Regions from separate parts of the Capsicum annuum genome. Here region 1 is linked to region 2. The links are chromatin contacts, called in public Hi-C maps. All regions are on one chromosome and are shown on one strand. The core of a region is the stretch at or near the end of the contact, and the rest is flanking DNA. Distances in the headings are between cores, read along the strand shown. Region 1 holds the start of LOC107878276 (xyloglucan endotransglucosylase protein 6). Region 2 holds the start of LOC107878275 (BTB/POZ domain-containing protein At3g22104).

Region 1 (3,147 bases), core at 206-2,705, 330 kb after region 2:
TAGCTTTTAGAAAGGAAAAAGAATTTCCCTCTTTTAAAAACTGCCTACTGCCCATGACAACTGTACACTGCAGTGACCAGCTGTACTATTCCACGTGCTCATATCTCATTGGTCTGCATTACTACTCATCCTTTTCTCAACAGCGACTATACCTACTGTGCTGTTCCCCACCATGGGACCAACTTTTTTTAAATCCAGCTAAGCCAATTAGTGATCCTTTGGTTCCGAGTTATTCTATGATTTTATTTCAATAAGCAATAATAACAATATACCCAATATATTCACATAAAGTGAAATCTAGGAAAGGTAAATATATATCCTTCATATCACTATTTTAGAGGCGAGATGAGGAAACTGTTTTCAATAGATTCTTAATTCGAGTAAAATAACAATTAAGAAAAAATATAATATAAAAACAAAAAACAATAGGTTTTAATATAATAAATAATAACATAAATAAGACTATCATAGAGTGATACGAACATTTTATTCCAGTCAAATGCAGAATAAATTCACCATAAAAATAATTTTTAGATAAGTTATCACTGTTGCTTGTACCAATTAGGGATAATTTGATAGAGTGTACTGTAAAATATAATGCATGCATTAGTTAATGTATATTGTTAATGGCTTGTTTGGTACGACTTTTTACCTATTGTATATTGAAGTGTGTATTAGTAATACACTTTATTTCCTATGTAATAGTAATACAAATACTTCAAACACATGCATTAACTTATTAAATGACCTTAATACTCCTCAATTTTCCTCTCAAAATATTTCATCATTCTTTTTCCTGTCATTTTAATTTGCGATAATGAATCTTTTCAAAACATTTCACAATTTCTTTTCCCACCATTTGAATTTACAACAACGAATGATTGATTTAAATAACTATAACATATTTTTACTTTGTTTCGAGAGTCTTTAGAAAGATTAAAAAAATTTATGATAATATTTCTTTACGTCTTGTATTTTATTTTTGTTTCGACTATGTTAATTCGTCAGCGTAACATTTTTGTATAAAGAAGAAGGTCTTGCAATTAATCCTACACCTCTATATAATAGTTCAACAATATTCATTATGTTTGAAATGACAAAAAAATTTTGTTGTAAAAAAGTGTACAAGATCAAAGAAGGGTATTTTTGTAAACAAAAACTTTTTTTATAGAAATTATATAAAATGTATTATTTCTTATATATCAAACCAAATAATGTATAAAAATAATACATGCATAACTAATACAAATATTATTAATGCAAATATTACAAATATTACTAATACATTATATTTTACATTATTTCATAGCGAACGATCCTCTAAGCTCTTACTGCTAACGGCTATAATATTTTGAGTTTTTGCTCTCTGACACATCGAGTACCGGGTCCAGCGTGGACAATGAAGTGTAACATAAATGTCTGCTGACGTGACACTGGCTTCTTGGTTAAGCCTGTCCCATTTTGGCTATAAAATCAACTCAATTTCCTTTGGCCCTCTTCACACTTCACCTAAGCAGAAGATTTTCTCACTCTCTCTGTTCTGCTCTGAAAATCTTGGAAAAAATGGGGTCTACTAGTTGTGTTTTCTTGGGTATTTTCTCTCTTGTTATGGTGGGCTTGGTTAGTTCTTCAAAATTTGAAGAGCTATATCAGCCTAGCTGGGCTTTTGACCATTTGACAACTGAAGGAGAAATTCTTAGGATGAAACTTGACAGCCTTTCTGGTATTTTAAAATTTTTCGTTCATTAAAGATTGTTATGCATATGATATATATGGCATTAGTTCAAGTTTTGACGTTATTGTACGTGTTATATTTTTAGGTACTGGATTTCAGTCAAAGGGCAAGTACATGTTTGGTAAAGTTACTGTTCAGATTAAGCTTGTTGAGGGTGACTCTGCTGGAACTGTAACTGCTTTCTATGTAAGTAACGATAGTACTCTTTTCGATCCAAAATTAGTGTCCTTGGTAGTTCATTTCATGTTCATTAAATCACTAATGCATTTCATAACTTGTGCATTTCATTGAATCCATATAATGGTGAAATTTCCAGTGGCAGACAATATAAGTAGTGTGACATTATATCAAATTTCAGTACATACATGCATAGAGCCATTGTTTTCTAATCCTATGAACTTGTTAAATTACAATAAATCAAGCATTTAATTTATTTTTTTTAAACTTCCAGCATACTGTTTTTGTCCAGGTTGTGCCCCACTCTTTCGAATATTTTTTTTTTCTATTGGGTGAAAAATGGTAGCTTGACTTTACTGACTAACCTTAGTCTTTCCAATTTAGTAATACTTTCATTATATCGTTGATGCTGAAATAAGTTATCTTACGGACTCTAATTCACTTTATATGCAGATGTCGTCAGATGGACCAACCCACAATGAGTTTGATTTTGAGTTTCTTGGTAACACAACTGGTGAACCATACACTGTTCAAACCAATGTATATGTCAATGGTGTTGGTAACAGGGAACAAAGATTGAACCTTTGGTTCGACCCATCTAAGGATTTCCACTCTTATTCCATCTTGTGGAACCAACGCCAAGTTGTGTAAGTTTCCTAATTATAAATCGAATAAAATATACAGTTGAACTTTGTGCCAATTTTCAAGAATTGAAATACTAGAGGGTATAGATTCCTTTTGCATATTTTGAGAATGTCTTTTCTTGATAACTTAATTTTAAATTATTGTACAGATTCTTGGTAGATGAGACACCAGTTCGTGTACACTCGAATTTGGAGCACAAAGGGATACCATTCCCCAAGGACCAACCAATGGGTGTATACAGTTCAATATGGAATGCAGATGATTGGGCTACACAAGGCGGAAGGGTAAAGACTGATTGGTCGCACGCGCCCTTCGTTGCATCCTACAAGGGATTTGAGATTAACGGTTGTGAGTGCCCCGCAACTGCTGCAGTCGCTGAGAATACTCAGCGTTGCAGCAGCAATGGTCAGAAGAGGTACTGGTGGGATGAACCGGTTATGTCCGAGTTAAGTGTGCACCAGAGCCATCAGTTGATTTGGGTCAGGGCTAACCATATGGTCTATGATTATTGCACTGATACTGCTAGGTTCCCTGTTGCCCCTGTTGAGTGCCAGCACCACCAGCACAAGACTACTCATAACTAGCAGGCA
Region 2 (3,110 bases), core at 552-3,051:
ATATAATTAAACATTAGTTTTAGAGAGAAAATTGGCATTGTTGTTGATCTTGAAAACATAAATTGTTCTTTTCCACAAGGCAGACGAAAAAGCAAAAGCTTTGCTCATGCTCAAAACAGAAAATAAGCAAAAAGATAATGTAACAAATAAAACAATTTCCAGAAAAGGTGCTTTGCAGGGGGCAAATGGGTCATTATAGCCTAATAATACAATATACTCCAGCGTCAACTTAAATCATACGGCACAAAGAGATTAATTAATACAGTGACTGATCCGCAAGGTAACTTGCAGCTTGTTGTTTGGATGGTTGTTACTTCTTTTTTTTTTTTTTTTTTTTGTTGTTACTTGAATTCACAATTTATTCATTAGTGTAACAATATCATATATTCAGTATGATTTTATAAAATGAGATTTAAAAAAGATAAAATGAAATTATTTTTAATATACTTTTGGCTCAAGTAAAAATAATTTAAAACAGTCTAAAAAGATAATAAAAATATAAGAAATACCAAATTGTGATCAAAAAAAGAGAAAAAAATAAATAGCAATAAGAGAATAACTACAATAAAACACTATAATAGTTCAAATATAAATAAATTAAATAATAACATAAATCATCGAATAAAAAACTATCCGAGCATTACTACCACTACCACCTACTAATAAGAACATAACACTACTTACTAATCTTCTGTCTTAATCCTCTATCCTCCAGAATCTTCTATCTAATGTCATGTTCTATCTAATCACTTTCTCCAATATTTTATTGTATTATTAATTTAAATATTATTGTAAATTACGCCATGTTTGAAATTTACTTATGAAATTTTACTAGGTATGCTCTTGTTATTCTGATTATTATTTAAATTTTATTATTTTATCAGTTTCAATTTATGTGACATAGTTTTTTTTAGTCTATCCTTAAAAGAATATAATCTTTTCTTATTTGACAACTATTTAATTGTACAATTTTCATTTTTTTTCCTTATTGAGTCCTATTTAATAGAGCCGTTAATAAAGGTCAGGTCCGTTGGGCTGACCCGACCCAGCCTGTAATTTGATGGAGTTGGGCTTTAATTTTTGTAGACCCTTTAAAAACAAGGCTTTTTAGCCTGACCCGGATAAGCCCGTGGCCTGTAGGGCTTAGCAGTGTGGGTTGGGCTAGCCCGTGGACTGACCCGTAAGTCAAATACATGCAACTATTTAGATTGCTTATTAGTATTTTTATTTGGTTTAAAGGATATTATGCCAAAAGTTATTTAATTTCGCAATTAGAAGTATTTTTTGGGGGTGTTGGAGACTTGATTAACAAGTATTAACACTATGCAATATTATCTGTTAATATTTATGTTTATTAACATTCTAAAATTAAATTATAAAATATTATTTTTTAAAAAGTGAGCCCGTGAGGCCCGCAGCTCACAGAGTAATGTTATGGATTTGATATTTTTTGGTCCATTATTTTAATGAATCAGTCCGACCTGACCTGTCAAACTCAAAGTCCGTGTGAACTAGCCCAAATAGAATTGAGCCAACTCGTATTGACAGCTCTACTATTTAATAAGAAAGTCAATCAAATAATAACAATAAAGTAACTTTAATAAGGTAAATTAATAAATATAATAAAATTTTCTCTTATTTTTTAGTTCGTGTCCAATCTAATTATGTCACATAAATTAAAGGAAGTATATAATTAAGTTAATGCTATTTAAAGATATAGTGACAGCTGAGGAAAGAAAATTACTGCGAAGAAAATGTCATAAAAGAGTTCACCAGAGTTGAGAGCCAAAGACCACGACAACAAGAGCTCTGAGGAGGCCAATTTATATCACTATCTCAAATGAACGAAGGTTATTTTTGATAAATCTCGACTCGGAGCCACAGACGAGCATAAATAAATTTATTCATACTTACTGGAGGGTCTTCATTTAGCCATATGGCTATCAGAAATTGACTCATATATTGACAGGAATGTCAGATACATATTAGTGGGCAGTCAACAACTCTCTTTGTCTTAACCATAAACTACACACCGGACTTCTCATTTCTCTTTGTTTTTTGTTTTTTTTTAATTCCCTTTATTATATATATTTATATATCTGTTATTTCTCTGTCCTTAACACACACCCTTCACTTCTTTGCTTCACCCATACTCGTCTCTCTAAGCTTATTATTCTCAGTTTTTGGCTTCCAAGAACATAACTTTTTGCATTTGTCTTCATTCTTATTTCAGAATAAACTTCTTGTTTTCTTCTCAAATCTATGTTGGTAATCTCCCAAGATTAGTTTTTTTATGAGGTTTTAAGTACTTTTATTGAAGTAAATTCCAAAAGGTACTCTTAATTTGAGGTGGGATTTTTCTTAATTTGACTCTAATGGATGTTTCTTGTGATCTTGAAGTAGATGTCAATGGTGAAGAAATTTTTATGGTAGATAAGGTAAATTTTCTTTCTTTTTTTTTTTTTCAAGCTTTCTGGTTCTTCTCTTTTGTCTTTGTAAATAACAACAAATAAATTGTTAATTTGTTCTCCCTCTTTCTTTTTTGTTTCTTTGTCCAAATTGTTGTTTTCTCAATTAATGTTATTCTATTTCTTTTTCTTATTCTCTGTTCTTGGCTCTCTTCTTTTATCCTCTATTTTGTCCAATTACTGTATGCAAAATTGTTATTTTTTTCTTTCATAATAGTGTTTGGGAGCATCGGAGTAATTGGTAAAGTTGTCGTGATCAAGAGGTGATAACTAGTTTCAGTTGTGAAACTAATCTCTTGCAAAAATGCAGGATAAGACCGCGTAATATAGACCTTTGTAATCCAGCCCTTTCTCTGGACGTCCATAGTGAGAGTTTTAATGCAGCGGACTGCAATTTCATAAGTAGTGTTCTGTTTAATTTGGGTCTGTCTGGCTCCATTTCTTGCTATTTTCAAGTTCATGATCATTCTCCTACATATTTCTTTGCTGTCTTTCAACTCTCTCTAACATTATTGTACTTAACTTTTGCTACTCATTTGTTAACACAAAATTAAATTTTGTACCTACATTGTTGATGTGTGGGGCTAAAGTTTGTATTAGCTTACTTCTCTTTCTTGGCTACTTTTTTCTCCAATGTGACAT

What was found. A called contact is a pair of places that touch in the nucleus more often than the background predicts.
Region 1: a contact with region 2 is called in a Hi-C map of bud, with 3 times the contacts expected there. The contact joins the promoter of LOC107878276 here to the promoter of LOC107878275 in region 2. A contact is called at or near these places in 2 of 5 Hi-C or Micro-C datasets (bud and leaf).

Annotation. Positions count from the first base shown.
Region 1 is chr7:195,824,569-195,827,715 of UCD10Xv1.1, forward strand. It overlaps LOC107878276 (xyloglucan endotransglucosylase protein 6), which reads left to right and starts at 1,456. Exons shown (of 4, transcript XM_016725207.2): 1 at 1,456-1,723; 2 at 1,821-1,921; 3 at 2,366-2,559; 4 at 2,706-3,147. The coding sequence starts at 1,564. The coding sequence ends at 3,141.
Region 2 is chr7:195,490,224-195,493,333 of UCD10Xv1.1, forward strand. It overlaps LOC107878275 (BTB/POZ domain-containing protein At3g22104), which reads left to right and starts at 1,802. Exons shown (of 3, transcript XM_016725205.2): 1 at 1,802-2,438. The coding sequence starts at 2,376.